5 separate regions of the Mus musculus genome follow, and all the other regions are linked to region 5. Evidence: chromatin contacts called from public promoter capture Hi-C data. All regions are on one chromosome and are shown on one strand. The core of a region is the stretch at or near the end of the contact, and the rest is flanking DNA. Distances in the headings are between cores, read along the strand shown.

Evidence for each region. Promoter capture Hi-C pulls out the DNA fragments that hold promoters and counts their contacts.
Region 1: a contact with region 5 is called in a promoter capture Hi-C map of liver, with 10 times the contacts expected there. The contact joins the promoter of Zfp383 here to the promoter of Zfp60 in region 5. A contact is called at or near these places in 4 of 39 promoter capture datasets (hippocampal neurons, liver and pre-B cells) and 2 of 9 other capture datasets (adipose tissue and liver).
Region 2: a contact with region 5 is called in a promoter capture Hi-C map of hippocampal neurons, with 4 times the contacts expected there. The contact joins the promoter of Zfp30 here to the promoter of Zfp60 in region 5. A contact is called at or near these places in 4 of 39 promoter capture datasets (the C10 cell line, hippocampal neurons, liver and 1 more) and 1 of 115 datasets of contacts at active chromatin or transcription factors (embryonic forebrain).
Region 3: a contact with region 5 is called in a promoter capture Hi-C map of liver, with 6 times the contacts expected there. The contact joins the promoter of Zfp146 here to the promoter of Zfp60 in region 5. A contact is called at or near these places in 5 of 39 promoter capture datasets (the C10 cell line, hippocampal neurons, liver and 1 more), 1 of 115 datasets of contacts at active chromatin or transcription factors (embryonic forebrain) and 1 of 9 other capture datasets (adipose tissue).
Region 4: a contact with region 5 is called in a promoter capture Hi-C map of liver, with 4 times the contacts expected there. The contact joins the promoter of Zfp790 here to the promoter of Zfp60 in region 5. A contact is called at or near these places in 5 of 39 promoter capture datasets (the C10 cell line, hippocampal neurons, liver and 1 more) and 2 of 9 other capture datasets (adipose tissue and liver).

The regions. Positions count from the first base shown.
Region 1 is chr7:29,906,850-29,909,928 of GRCm38.p6, forward strand. It overlaps Zfp383 (zinc finger protein 383), which reads left to right and starts at 1,668. Exons shown (of 5, transcript NM_001243908.1): 1 at 1,668-1,802. The coding sequence starts at 1,796.
Region 2 is chr7:29,782,509-29,785,483 of GRCm38.p6, forward strand. Zfp30 (zinc finger protein 30) reads left to right here and starts at 1,460. Exons shown (of 5, transcript NM_001360208.1): 1 at 1,460-2,393.
Region 3 is chr7:30,168,201-30,171,013 of GRCm38.p6, forward strand. Zfp146 (zinc finger protein 146) reads right to left here and starts at 1,541. Exons shown (of 2, transcript NM_011980.4): 1 at 1,459-1,541. Gm5113 (predicted gene 5113) reads left to right here and starts at 1,675. Exons shown (of 3, transcript NR_157376.1): 1 at 1,675-2,014.
Region 4 is chr7:29,814,671-29,817,458 of GRCm38.p6, forward strand. Zfp790 (zinc finger protein 790) reads left to right here and starts at 1,402. Exons shown (of 5, transcript NM_146185.2): 1 at 1,402-1,619.
Region 5 is chr7:27,729,801-27,732,928 of GRCm38.p6, forward strand. Zfp60 (zinc finger protein 60) reads left to right here and starts at 1,609. Exons shown (of 5, transcript NM_029531.2): 1 at 1,609-1,670.

The DNA of each region.
Region 1 (3,079 bases), core at 418-2,917, 2.2 Mb after region 5:
ACAGAGAAGAATGCATGGGTGAAGCCCATCCGTTTCCGTTATTCTCCACTCTAACCACCTCAAGTAAACTAGTAGGCAGCTGTAAGAAAAAGAATAGTTTAATGCTAGGCGTGATGGCACCAACATGTGATTAAAAGCACGTAAAATTAAAATATAATTAATGGATAGCAATCTCCTTAGTGTGTAAATGAAGCCTTAATTTAATACCATGGCTCACCCTCTAAATATCTAATTAAGCTCAAAAGACTGACATTACAAGCTGAAATAGGGCCGGGCGTGCTGGTGCACGCCTTTAATCCCAACACTCGGGAGGCAGAGACAGGTGGATTTCTGAGTTCGAGGCCAGCCTGGTCTACAAAGTGAGTTCTAGGACACCCAGGGCTATAAAGAGAAACCCTGTCTCAAAAAACCAAACCAAACAAACAAACAATGCTTGCTTATACTGCTCTGCCTAGGACCGGAGTTCTGTTCCCAGCTCACAAATCTGTCTGTAACCCTAGGTGATGTAACATCCCTTTCTGACCTTTACAGGCAAATACAGGAAAAACAAGCCAGCGATGGTGGCACACTCCTTTAATCCCAGCACTAGGGAGGTAGAGGCAGGCAGAGATTTCTGAGTTCGAGGCCAGCCTGGTCCACAGAGTGAGTTCCAGGACAGCCAAGGGCTACACTCTGTCTCAAAAGACAGAGAGAGAGCGAGAAGAATTGTAAACAAACGCTTCTATTTCCTTTATTAAAATCAACTAATTTAGAGATTACTGTAACAACCACAAACGTGTGACTAGATATACAAACTCATACACATAACTCATAAAATAGAATATTGTGCAGCTAAGAAAGGAAATATTTATATAGAAATGAGTCCCATAAACACCAAAGTAAAACGGTGTACCCAGTGTATGATGAAGCTTGCCTTTGGTCCAAGCATTTGTGAGACAGAGACAGACTGATCTACGTGAGTTTAGTGCAAACCAAGTCTGCATAGTGACTTGCAAGTCCGCCTAGAGTGAGACCCAGACTCAAAATAAATAAAAATTCGAAGAGAATTTTTTTCACTACGTTATAACAGAACCCTATACCTATTCGGGAACAACCACTCGTTTACAATTCTTCCTAAATCTGATAGATTTTAATAACTAATATTCATTCTTTTTTTTTATATGCCACCTAAATGGATCATATAAATCCTATGCTGAGCCTCGCCAACAGAAAAGGGTAAAACGGAGAATCTGTCGTCATCCTGAAAATTCCTACAGTGAGTTACAAGGCCCAGAAATGTCCAGACTCAGGGTGTGGTATCTCAGAAATCATTTCAACAACTTTGTTCCAGGAGACCAGTGCCACGCAGTTCCTTTTTTAGACTACATTTCCCAGAAATACACGCGACTCTACACAACTTCCGGTGCAAACCTACTCCAAAAACATACAGTGATTCTCTGAGATTGGCCCCCTATCATGGAAGGGGCTCAATGCATTGTAAGAGTTTCTGTCCGAGTTTGTATATCTGTCTAGGAATTTCACGCACAAAATTGAAAATGCGGAACGAGCTCCTCGGCCTGCCTCAGGCCGTGCTCTGGCGGGAAATCCGAGAATGGATGCCATCTTCCCCGCCAGTTCCAATCGCGGACTACATTTCCCAGAAGCGTTCGCGAGTGCTAGGCAGCCCCTTCTTTTGCCTGCGGGACCCTCGTCGTCCGGGGACGGGAAAGTGTACGGCGAGCGGCCTATAGGCCCTTGTTAAGGCTCCAAAGCTGCGGCCCTGGGGTCTGAAGGGAAATACCAGTCAGTATCTGAGATGTCAGGTCAGTGGGAGCTGGTCTAGCAGGATGAGCAGCAGTGAGGCTTTGGCTCTGTTTAAGTGTGACCTTAAGTGACTCTAGGACGCAGTGAGTGCGTGGCTGTGATTTTTAGGATTCTTTGGTGGGTGTGTCAATGACCTGTGAACATGCGCAGAGCTGTGTGTGTACGTATGCACGTTTTCTTTATTATATGTGATTAATAACTTTGTGGCAGTGTGTGTGATTGTGTCCCAATGTGTTTGGACCTATTGTGTGTAACGGTATAGCACCTGTGTATGAGGGATATATCAGATAGCCAGTAATTATGCTTCCAAGAGTGTTAATCAGAGGGGGACTGTCTGTATGTTTGTATACTATGTGTATTGGGTACCTGTGACTGTGAGGATGTTTGAGTGTGATTATGTAACTTTATGTGATACCATGAGCATGGTTGGATGTAGCTGATCTTTGTTACTTTGTGGGTTCCTTTATTCACCGACCCTTTATACCCCCCCCCCCCCCCCACACACACACACACAACACCACCCTCCTGCTAGATAGGAGCGAAAGAAAAATAGATGGGGGAGAGAGAGAAAAAGAGAGAGAGATCCTTGACTCTAATTTGTTTCTTCTTTGATCATGACTGCTAACAAACCTTACCATACTCCCTGAACAACCACCAATCCAATCCTGCTTGTCTGGACCCTAGCATTTATGTATCCTCTGAAAAGTCCTCAAAATTTCAAATGCCACACAGTTGCAGAAACTATCTGCCACTGGCAAACCCATACCTATGCTAGAGCACAGGTAAATGAGCTGCTTTGAGGTAGCCCCATATTCCCACACGCACCCCACACGCACCTGGAATTAAAGCAGAGACATACTCTCAGAATATTTCTGTGGGTTTTTTTTTCAATTTTTTTTTATTATTCCTGTGGTTTTTAATGAAACCAAAATTCCAGAATTCTCACTACAATTGGAAGATGGCATGTAATTGTCAAGCTGACAGTATGTGTGTCTTAGGGGCTGTTATGTTCTGTTGAATGTGTATTGTGTATTGATTGTGTAAAATTTCATGAGGGCAACTGGAAGTGATTATAACTGTTGTGTGACTCCGCCGTGAGTCTCCTGTTGTGCCCGTTTGTAGCACTGTGGTTTTATGTGGTGTTGTATTTAAGGGTTCTATAAATGTGGTTGTGATTTCATCCTCAGGATGGATGTGTGACTGTGACTATCCAACCATACATTGTTGTGCTGTCATTTGGGTAGGGTGTGCTTGTGAGGATATATGTGGTTCCATG
Region 2 (2,975 bases), core at 210-2,709, 2.1 Mb after region 5:
AAGCTGATTCAGCAGAATCACAAGTCCCAGGCCAGCCTGGGCTGTCGTTCAAATAAACAGCCCACCAATGTCAGGCTAAAGGGGCCCCCACAAACCAAATCTTGGGAAAAAAATAGGCATCAAAAAGAATTAAATTAACTATAACTCATTAAGAATCTATGCATATGTGCTGTTGAGACTAAATTAAACGGGCTAAAGGAAAGCTCTTTCTAACATAACTCTCTTAGGGTTTTATTGCCGTGAAGGGACACCATGACCAGGGCAACTTTTATAAAGGAAAACATTTAATAGGGGCTGGCTTGCAGAGGTTCAGTCCACCATCGTCCTGCGGGAAAGGTGGAGGCTTGCAGGCAGATGTGGTGTACCTTGGGCATATGTGACCTCAAAGCCCCGCCTCTACGGTGATGATACACTTCCTCCAATAAGGCCACACATAAAATCACTACTTGGCATGGGCAAGCATACAAATGCATGAATCTATGGGGCCATACCTATTCAAACCACCACAAGAACATAAGAATAACATGAAAACCCAATCGATTATTCTTTCAGAGAAGCCCATACTGCGATTTCAGGTGCCGTCATTCGGAGCCCCTCTCCTCATGCTAAAGCCTAAAACCCCAAGCCTAAAATAATAAAATAAAATAAAAAGCCGGGTGGTGGTAGCGCATGCCTTTAATCCCAGCACTTGGGAGGCAGAGGCAGGTGGATTTCTGAGTTTGAGGTCAGCCTGGTCTACAGAGTTCCAGGACAGCCAGGACTATACAGAGAAACCCTGTCTCGAAAAAACAAAAAAAAAAAACCAACAACAAAACAAAACAAACAAACAAACAAAAAACCCACAAAACAACAGCCACAACAAAAACTCAAGCCTGCTTTGTTAAAAGAAAACCACGTCCGAAGTGGTGGTGCACACCTTTAATTCCAGCACCACGGAAACAAAGGCAGGTGGATCTCAGAGTTCCAGGCTAGCCTGGTCTACACAGATTCCAGGCTAGCAAGGGCTGCATAGAGAGAGTTTGTCTCAAATAGAGATTTAAGAAGAAAGAAAAACTGGTTAAAAAAAAAAAGAAAAGAAAAAGAAAAAACTCAGGTAGAGGGCGGGGGTGTGGTGGTGTGTGCCGTTAATGTCCACATTCAGGAAGCTTACTGGAGAATCACTTCAATTTCAAAGTCAGCCTGGTGTCCACAGAGAAAACCAGGGTCATTTAGAGAGACCACAGCTTTAAAAACAAACAATAGATGCCCAAACTAGTATAAGTGGTTCAGCCAACGCTCCACGCTGGACCTCAAAGCATCTGGGGGTTAGTTTGTTCAACGCCAGAGCTACTGCTGTAGGCCTAAAGACTTGGCCATTTCTGCCCAATCCTGGATCCTGGAACCAAACTCCCTCTGTCCAGGCCTGCACAAGATGCTACCGAAGGCTCCCCGCCTCCCTGCGGCTCCCTTGTGCGCATGCGCATTGAAGCAGCGAGAAAGAGACACACACAGCCCCACCTCCAACCCCCTTCCCCTGACCAAGAGCTAGGGGCCTGGCTCGCAGCCTCCGCGGGGCTGGAAGCCCAGAACCTAGTCAAAGAAGCTAGTGGCAGTCGGACTCTCAGGCTTGAGATCTGATGTCCCAGAGCCTTCAGTACCACGGTCCCGTCCGTAGCACTTTGGTGCCGCCGCTGCAGCGCTGACCGCGCTGGCAACCCACCCTCCCGGGATACCCGTCAGCTGGGTGGTCCCCGGTCTCGTGCGGCCTACGCTCTTCTCCGGGGACCCGCTCTGAGGACCCCTGGGACTCAGGTGGCCCGTTCGTGGGTACAGCTGCCGTGCTGACGCGCTGCACCTAAACCCCGGCCTGGCTGTGGACAAGGACCGAGAGGGAAGGCGGGGGCCGCGACTTGCACGGTGGAGATACCCTGTGCAGAACCTTAGATTCCCGGCGGGCCTGGGGAGCAGAGAACCGGGGGACACCTCGGACCTAAGGCTGGGCAGCCCCGGACTGGTAACTGGTGAAGCAGAGTGGCCGAAGCAGCAAACTCGGGCACGGGTGACTGTGGGCTGCTGTAGTCTATCTCGCTTGCTGGGATCATACGGATGGGGTCAGCCTGGAGCCCTGAAGCTTGGAAGGGGATTCTGATCAATTTCAGAAAAGCGTAGGGGTGAGGCCAGAGGACGTGGTGGCATACACCTGACTTCTCGGGATTTGGGAGGTGGAGGCAGGGGGAGTAGGCGCTCAAGGTCATTCTCTACTGCCTAACGTTGGGTTGCAAGAGAGAAAAAGAAAAGAGAAGAAGAAGGAAAGAAGAGAAAAGAAAAGAAACAAGGCCTGGAGTGTCTGCCAGTCTTCAGAAGAGACCCTAGAAGCCAGCAGCTACTACTTCTGTTTAAAACAGAGATTATGTGTGAGTTTCTAGAACTTCTGTGTTCCTGTGAAATGCTTGAGTTTTTGTTTTTCGTTTTTGGTTTTTTGTTTGTTTGTTTTTGCTGTTGTTGTTGTTGTTGTTTTGAGTATGGATTTTTTTAATTTCCTTCCCTTTGAAAGACGTTTGTGAAAATGTTTTATTCAACTGTGAGTGGTGTCACTGCCACTCCACTAGGACCAAGTGTTCAAGGCCAGCCTGGGTTACATTGAGACCCTGTCTTTAAAAAAAAAAAAAAGCGAACTATTCATTGCTTTGGGTCTGAGAATTTCCCTGCATTTTCAGTGGGCAGAGACTTAATCAGGATTCCTCTTTGAGTGCGCAGCGCCTGCGGTTCTATGGTTATGTAGCACCCACGTGCTATACATTTAGATGTCCTGTTTTTCTTAGGATTCTCTAATACGGAAATATGTCTGCTAAAGTCTGATGTGTGATTGGTCAAGGACGAGCATGTATTTAAATGATTGAGGTGGTGGCTGGAGGGACCACTGAGGCATTTCCTCAAGCCCCTACACTTTTCGGGTTTTTTGTTTTGTTTTTATTTAAGATTTATTTATTTTATGT
Region 3 (2,813 bases), core at 291-2,790, 2.4 Mb after region 5:
CAGAACTGTGGGCTAGGGATATAGCCCAGTCAAGAGTCAATACACATTACCTCCAAAAAATTGCAACAAGCAAACCCTCACATTCTAGCTGCTTTTCTTTGGGGGATTTCTTGTCATTTTGTTTTTGTTCTTCAAGACAGGGTTTCTCTGTGTAGTTAAGGGGTCCTGAAACTCTGAGATCCAACTGCCTCTGCCTCCCAAGTGTTGGGAATTAAAGGTGTGTATGTGTCCAGCTTCAGTGATATTTAAAAAACTACTTTTGTTTCGTTTTTTTGTTTTTTGTTTTTACAATGTATCAACTAGTGGCAGCTATTCATAAATTTGAAAGCTACCCACTTGCAAATCTTAATCAGGTACTGCTTAACTTTTACCATTAGGAGAAAAGCCAAAGCTGCGGATGTCTTTAATGACTGCCACAGCAGGGAGAAGTAGTTTTTCACATGTGCTACACAATTCACAGAACTGTACTCGTGAAGGAGTTATGACATCTACGATATAGCACAGTAATCACTAAGTTTTTTTCAAAAAACTAAAAACATGGACCAGTGAGAGAGCTTGGGGGGGGGGGTGTGCAAAGGCGCTTTGCTTCCAAGGCTGACAACCTGGATTCCGACCCTAAACCCACATGATGGAGGACAGAACCGACTGTGGCAAGCATGCCCACACAAATAAATGTATATATATATATATATATATATATATGCTTTAAATGAGGAACTGTGCCTAACCTAAATCTAAATTAGACCCCTTAATCCTGGGTTTTTAGTGAAATGACGCTCTTCAAACCGAAACTCGAATTTGCCTAACAGCTCTATTAAAGTACCTCAAAAATCAGAAATGAAGTCTATGGCTGGCACCCCCGGGACAAACAATTCCAAACCAAATGTTTCCTTAATTAAGCATGACAGAGTAATCTGTATTCTACCTCCATTCATAAACAACCGCGTTTTAGTACACAGATCGTCTTTTAAAATCTAAACATGTTTACTAAGGCTTTCTGCACATATCACGAAATGCATTTGCGTATAAAACTCACCATCAATAAATACAGTTTTAAAAGTATTTAACCCTTAGCTTCATCCCACCTTTCAAGTAATCAAATAAAACGGATGCTCTTCGGGAAGATGGCCCCGTTATAATTATCAGCACTTTCGACTCGGGAACTACCGCGCAGACGTGATACTTCAACATGGGTCTCCTCATTGCCTCGTGAAGCATAGCCACCCACAATCCTACACCCAGCTCCACACCCACTCAATCATTCCAAATAGTGGGTCAAACTTTGCAGTCAAATTCGGTCTCAAACGCTCAAGCTTTCCTCAGAGGCCCCCACCTCCGCCTTCACCAAGATCCAATGCTCTTCAGCCCACTCCCTGAACCCCGCGCTACACCTCCAAAGATCGGAAACACTGCCCTCCAACCTCCCGAACCCACCGACCCAGGACGCCCAGATCCCACCTCCTACTTTGGCGCCACGTGGACACGACGGCCGTGCTGACCCGCGGACAAAGACCAAAATGTCCACTCGCTGCCCCTGCGTCTGCGCACTCAGGGAGTGAGTGAGCACTCCCAGAAGTCTCCGCGACATCTCAGGGCTTGTTCACTGAAGCCTAGCCAGGCTGTTGTCTATTATCAGCAATACTGCTTTTACGACTTTGGACTACACTTCCCACAAGGCACTGCGGGTTGCTTATCCGTCTCCCACGCACAAACCTGGCCGCCTCTTGTGATTTGGGGTTTCTTAGAGTAGATTGTTGTCACTTGGACCCAAATAAGCTCACGCCTGGTAAGATGTTTGGAGTGGGGACTTCCTCTTTGGTACTTCACGGGCGGCGTCTCAATAATACACTGAGCCCAGACCCCAAGGTGAAAGGACACCATCTTTGTCCGGGGCTGATGTGGCTATGGACTACGTTTCCCAGAGTCCATAGCGAGCTGACATTGTAGCTCAACTTTGATGAAACCTTTACCTTTGGCTGAAGCAGGATGCGCGCGCCTTCTACTGAGACCCAAGGTAAATGGTCTGGGGAGTACTGAACGGGGGTGGGGAACAGGCGTGTCCTGAACGGGGTTGTGCACGCTGAAGCAGGACTGGGCTGCGGGATTCTAATTGTGGTTTTGATTGTGGTGGTGACCGGTTGTCAGTGCTTACAAGTAGTGTGCTGTTGTAATCACCTGTCTCCAAGGTGTATATCTGATTGTTGCTGTGCAAACATATGTGATGTTATGTGTTCCGGGATCTTGTGGTTGTGGAAGTGGTATCCCGTGGTCCTGTAGTGTGTTGTGTGCTCGATAACCTTTATTCCTGGGGTTGTGTGGATATAGTTGTAGCTGTGACTGTGTATCTCTGGGTTAAGTGACCTTGTGTAGTACTGTGTGCAGTGTTCTGTGTCCGTGGCTCTGCGTCGGCAGTGCGTGAGTATCCTTGTGTTCTTGGAGAGAAGGGAGAAAGAAGGAGGAGGACTTTGTGACAGTGTGTAATACTGTGTGTATGCGGGTGTGGACTATCTTTGCTAAAGAGTGACTGGCCCCTGAGTGAATGTTCAGTTATGGCTGGATGATGCAGAGTACTGTGCCTTCTGCGTGCCACCATGTGTGATTGTGACTATGTAAGGAGGACCTTTAGGGATGTTAGGGAAGTGATTGTACCACAGTGGCAAGCAAACTGACTGGGATGCCTAGGTGGGTAAAGTTCTTGTGGCACAAGTCAGTTGTCATACTGTGTTTGTAATTATCCTGTAATCCAAGCTCCTACAGAATTCAGAGACAAGCATTTCCAAAACCTCTCAGATGAACTAGCTGGGAGTGTGTAG
Region 4 (2,788 bases), core at 152-2,651, 2.1 Mb after region 5:
GACTTAAGAGCAGTTAATACGGTACAATGAAGCAAAGATCAGCAAAGACTTGAAACCAGCAAAGCAATGCAAAGCTAGCTATACACTAGTCACTGTGGGTTGACTCCTATTTATACTCTCTCCAAATATCACATGGGTCTGCATCACCTGACATTTCCTTAAACTTCCACTTCAGGGTACACTACAGGAATGCAGTCACAGGATGGGCCAGAATTTTCAACAGGAGGAAAACAAGCCACATCTTGACAAAAGTAAAGGGATGTCAGGAAATCATAAGCTACAGGACAGAACTCGGGAATTAAAAAAAAAAAAAAGTGTGACACACACTAGGCTCTTGTAGATGCATATTCAACCATTTCAGAGATCATTTTGGCCCAACAGCCATAGCACCTATCAAGAAATCAGAGAAGCCTAGGGGCTTCCTATGCAATGGAAACACCAGACAAAAGTAGGGTGACTGTAGATAAGGACAGAGTCTACCCCCAGGATGTGACACAAGTCCCCTTGGCTGGAGTCACAAAGGTACAAAGTTGCCTCACCTATAGTGACTCTCCAATTAATCCCACACCACGGGGACACAAAAGCTATGGGTGCCTCAAACGAAAATACAATCCACCCCACACGGAAGCCTTAACAGGGAGAGCCAATCACAGTCACTGTTGCCCCCACCCTCACCTTACCTCTACCGAAATTAGAAAAGGTCCACTGGGAAGCAGTCACACCTCAGTCGGTCACCTCACACGCTCCCAAAGTTAGGCAAATGCTCACAAACACAAAAGCCCAGGGACCTCACACTCGAGGGACCTCACACTGGTAAAAAAAAAAAAAAAGCATGGCACAAAACGGTCACACAGACTCCAGCCACACACACAATGGATGCGATCATACTCACCAATCAAGGAATCCTCTCTGCCTCCATATCCCCTAGACTACCACCCAGACACATGATAACAATTCTACACAGCTCCGGATCTCCCGGAGTCAGCTTCATTGCACTGCACAGGATGGTGCATCCAAACCCTTGGCACCAAAGGCGTCTCATTATCCCTAAAGTTCTCCCCAAACCTGTCAGGAGTACCCTGCCCACTCCTTAAAAAAGGCTCCCAGGAGAGGGAAATACAACGCCTGGAAATGTCAGGGGCTGAAAGCTGTGGCCTGAACAACAGATACAAAGTGTTCGGCTATTCGTCGGAATCGTGAGGAAATCCCAGCGGTGAAAGACTTCATAGACCTAGATCAGGCTCCTCGACCCAGCACTATCTCAGCACTGCGAGTTTCCAGGGAACCGAGGTATTCTGGGAAATGTAGTTCAAGGCCGTGCTGGTGACCGGAGGCGCATGGCTCGAGTAGGCTGAGTCATCCAATCCCCAGGCGGAAATCTGTCTAAGGAGGCTGTTCCGAATTCGACTTCCTGCTGGAAGTTGGGGCCACAGACCGGAATGTAGGACCCCAGCGCTAAGACCAACCCAGCATTGGCAGTCTGACCAAGAGGAAGCCTCGTCCTGTAGGTGCAAGAGTACGCAATGACAGCCCTGAGCGTGTGTGAGAGAAAGCATAGGGAGGTTAGATTGCATGCGCGGCTGGATCTGGGAGGAGTTGGACGGCAGAGAAACTGCGAGGTAAGGAAAATGAGCGTGAGCAAGAGTTGGGCTCGAGCTGTGGCGCTTTGTGAGTGGAGCGAGCTGTTGTGGGGAGGAGACATTGTATGCGGATCGAATGGTTCTTGGGGATTGGGTCTCGACTGGATGGATCCCTGTACAGGAGTGGCTGAGATTATAGAGATAGCGGAAGCTTCCTAAATCTCATTTTCTTTTCAAATTACGATTAGTAAGTGCGGTCTTCTGGAGTGTCTGTGGGAGGGAAAATGTATAGCTGATAATAACTAATTAGCATTGTTATTTTTCTGTAAGTTAATTGTGCGGCGTAGGCAATCTACAGGCAATATAGCCGACTTTTTATTTTTAACACAGTGTTTTGTCAGTCGGGGTGGTTTTTTTTTGGGGGGGGGCGTTATTAACGCTCAGGGTACCCCAAGCAGACATCGTCCCTTCTCTAGAGAGTTCCTGAGGAGACACAGGTAAGGTTTGATTTTGAGGCTGGCTTGCAATTCTCTTTATAACCAAGGTTGACCTGAACTCCAGATCCTCTTGTCAAGTGGTTTCTGTTGGTTTGTTGTTTAGACAGGATCTTGCTGTTTAGCCCTGGTCACCCTTCAGAGGCCGTCCTCCTGACTTTCAAGGTCTGGGATAACAGGTGTGAACTACCATGCCCTGCTCCAGAAGGTGATAAACGGAAGTTTATTACAGAGAGCAGCATCACCATGATTAAAACAAGCTGCACACAGTACTTAAGAGCCAGTGGGACACAGCCATAGAGGTGTGTGTCCATATCAGCCAGAGTCAGTGGACACAGCCACAGCGGTGTGTGTTCATATCAGCCAGAGTCAGTGGACACAGCCGCAGCGGTGTGTGTCCATATCAGCCAGAGTCAGTGGACACAGCCGCAGCGGTGTGTGTCCATATCAGCCAGAGTCAGTGGACACAGCCACAGCGGTTTGTGTCCAGATCAGCCAGAGTCAGTGGACACAGCCGCAGCGGTGTGTGTCTATATCAGCCAGAGTCAGTGGACACGGCCACAGCGGTGTGTGTCCATAGCATCCAGAGTCAGTGGACACAGCCGCAACGGTGTGTGTCCAGATCAGCCAGATTTAGAAGGTAAATGTCATCTCATTTCTTTATCTGAATTAAATAGAAACCTCAGTACCATAAGCCTGCCCCATTCCCTTTCT
Region 5 (3,128 bases), core at 359-2,858:
CCCAATCTGCCTCAACTTTAAAATCAATCTAATTCTTCTTTTGACTATTGTGAGGATGGTCACTTTGTTTTGTTTGTCTTTTGTTACAAGGTTTCTTCGTGTAGAGACTGCTGGTTCTGTAGACCAGGCTGGCCTTGAACTCTTAGAAATCTGGTATTAAAGGCATGTGCCACCACTGCCCGCCTGAGGATGGTCACTTTTAATCAGCTAGAGTATTTATCAACGTATTTTCTGTAGTTAACATCTGGTTGAGACTGACTTATTTCAAATCTAATCTGTCTATACTGTAGGCGTTTAGATCATTTACAAAGCGTCTAATATGTTTAGTGGTCCTAATAGGATTATCATTAACCTTGACACTAGTTTTCTCTCATGTTCTGGAAAAATATGTGTAAATATAAATAATAAATAAATGTGGTTTTGAAAGCTCATGTTGAAAGACTCCGAGAGGAGCCCCTTGCTCAGGCCTCAGGACAATAGCGGACACCCAAGAACTCACAAGAGACCAAGCTTGATGCAAACCACATGAGGCTTTATTCGGGGAAAGCCAGAGCTCTGGGGACGACTCATATCCCACGCAGGGGTAGAGGAGTCGACCCCAAGGGGAAAGAGGTCCCAGTTTTTATAGGCCCTCAGGGGGGGAAGGAGAAGGGGGAAGTAGGGGATTTCCAGATCTAAACAATGTTTATTCTCAAGAAATGGGTATGGGAGGGGTCCAAGGGAAGAGTCTGGTGCAGGTGTAGGAACTCTAGATTGGCCGGGCTGTTGTTGCTGGGGAGATTTTCTGACTCTTTTTCAGCAACCAATATCACAAACACCTGGCAATGGGCTTCATCAGTGGGCACACACATGGGTTCAAGGAACGGTCAAAACATTGGCAGACACACGGGTTCAAGGAGTGGCCAGAGCATTGTGCACCTCTATTTTTCTAAATCAGTGAAGCTAGTTCTGCTAACAGTGACATCTATCTTGCCAATTTCAGGGCTTGTGTGACCTTTTACATTCTGTCAGGATCTTTCAATGTCATGTTACACTAAGTACGTTTTCCCTACATAAACAAGGCATACGTCGGTGGTTGTTTACATACGTCGGTGGTTGTTTAGATACTTCCACATGCTAGTCATTCACCTTTCAAAATGGGCGCAGTTCTGTTGATATTTATCCAACTAGTCCTCACTCACGTTTTCCTATCTAGATAACAGGGACACTGACTCTCTGAACATCTGGCTGTCTGAAATCGCTGATATAAACTACCACGTTTAAAACCAACCAATTCTTTAGTTCAGTGTCTTCCAATCTACCATAGTCCCTACTAGAGCACAGCAGGTGGAATCCCTCTTGGTGCAAAGTGTAACCACGCCAGTTATATCCGGATTTGATCACGCTTCCTATTCTGTCCGGGGGTGGGGTGGGGGGTCTGGGAGACAGAACACGACGTCTCCCACAAACCACTGGCATAGCTCTCAGATGGCCTGGCCTAAGTTGTGTGCAGTGATCTCTCTGAACTACAGACCGCTAGGCTTCATCGAGTTGAGCACTCGGCACTACATTTCCCAGGGGCTACCGCGGCGGAAGTAAAGCAACTTCCGGTGCCCTGGCGGCGCTATAGCGGACGGTCGGGTCTTTCTGGTCTGAGTAGGGAATTGCTTTGTGTCTTCGGTCTCTGCAGAGTAAGGCCGGGAGTCCGGGTGTGGGTGTGGACGGTGGGGTGGATGGATGTTGATGCGTGTGTGAGTGTTTAGGGACGGTGCTGTGTGTGCGCGCGCGCGTCTCTGCGTACGCACCTTGAGCTATTTGCATTATCACCGTGCTTGTCGCTTTCTCTCGCGGCCACCAGCAGAGGACCAAGCTTCACTGAGGAGAGGTGAGGGGCGGAGTCTGAAGGGAAGCTTTCCCTGTGGTTCAGATTGAGCTTTGTGACGAGCATTTGAGGCCGAAAGTGCCTCCGAGGGTGGCCTACTGGCCTTTTCTCAGAGCTCTAGCCGTGTGAGTGTCGAGGGAAGAGAGGGGAAATGCTCACTGGGGATGCTCTCAAATGTAATCTAGGCTTACTCAGATGTAATCTAGGCTTACTCAGGCTCCCTGCGCAGGCCATTATTCAAAAGGAGGGCTGGAGGAGCGTGAGATCGTTGTTGCTACCCACCGAAGGCTCAAGGGCGAGTTTGCGCTTTCTCTCTGTGCGAGAAATGAGGGTTTTATGTTTAGAATATGGAATTGTCAGTAAATGAAGAAGGAACGTGTAAATTGATACCGCCATCATTGTGTCCCTTACATTGTCCCTCCCCTTTCCAGTTAGTATTCACATTATCGTTTCAATGACCCTTGACATCTTCTGTCTACAATCACTCCCCCCACCTCACCGACCATGTTATAGATAGGAACCGACAGAGGTTAACAAAAGGGCTTTCAAACTCCGATGTGCTAAATCGATTTCTATTTGGATGGTGTCACACGTCAGATGGCCTTAGATCTTCTTACAGGTCTTCATTTCAAAGCAGCGGAAGAGTGGAGGTTTTTGTTTTCTAGTAGATTTTGAGATTGGGAAAGTGGTAGGCTCTCTCCCCCTCCCCTCCCCTCCCCTCCATCTGGGTTGGAGTCTTGGTTCTGTCCCCTCAGGCTCTCCAGGCCTGTCAGGAACCTTAGGATGCCTGTGGTGAAGCCTGTTAGTGCAGTGCCGCCATATCCTAAGGGCCTGGTGTGCTTTAGTTGTTGCTCTGTGAGGCCATCTTGGGTTCATTCCACTCAGTGTTCTGCAGGACAAGGGAGTGTGAGAAACAATGCGATTGCTGGTGGATGTTTAAGAAAGCCACTCAAACAGAAAAGCTAGGCTTTGTGGGGTACAACGAGGCAGAAAGAAGCAGGAAGGGCAATGTGAATTCTGTAGCAGCTTGATCCCCATAACACGTTTCAGGCCAGCTGGCCTACACAGTGAGAACCTATTTCAAAAACAAGGAAGGTGAATATACCATAGAGCAGAGTGTTTTTCCAAATGTTGCGACGAACTGTTTGTATTGTGTAAATCTGTACCGTATTTATGTCCTTTGGGATGACTTAATCTAACTCACATTTTTGGAGTGAGTACACTTAATGTCCACCCTCTCTGTCTTTTCAAAACCATCCATCGAAGT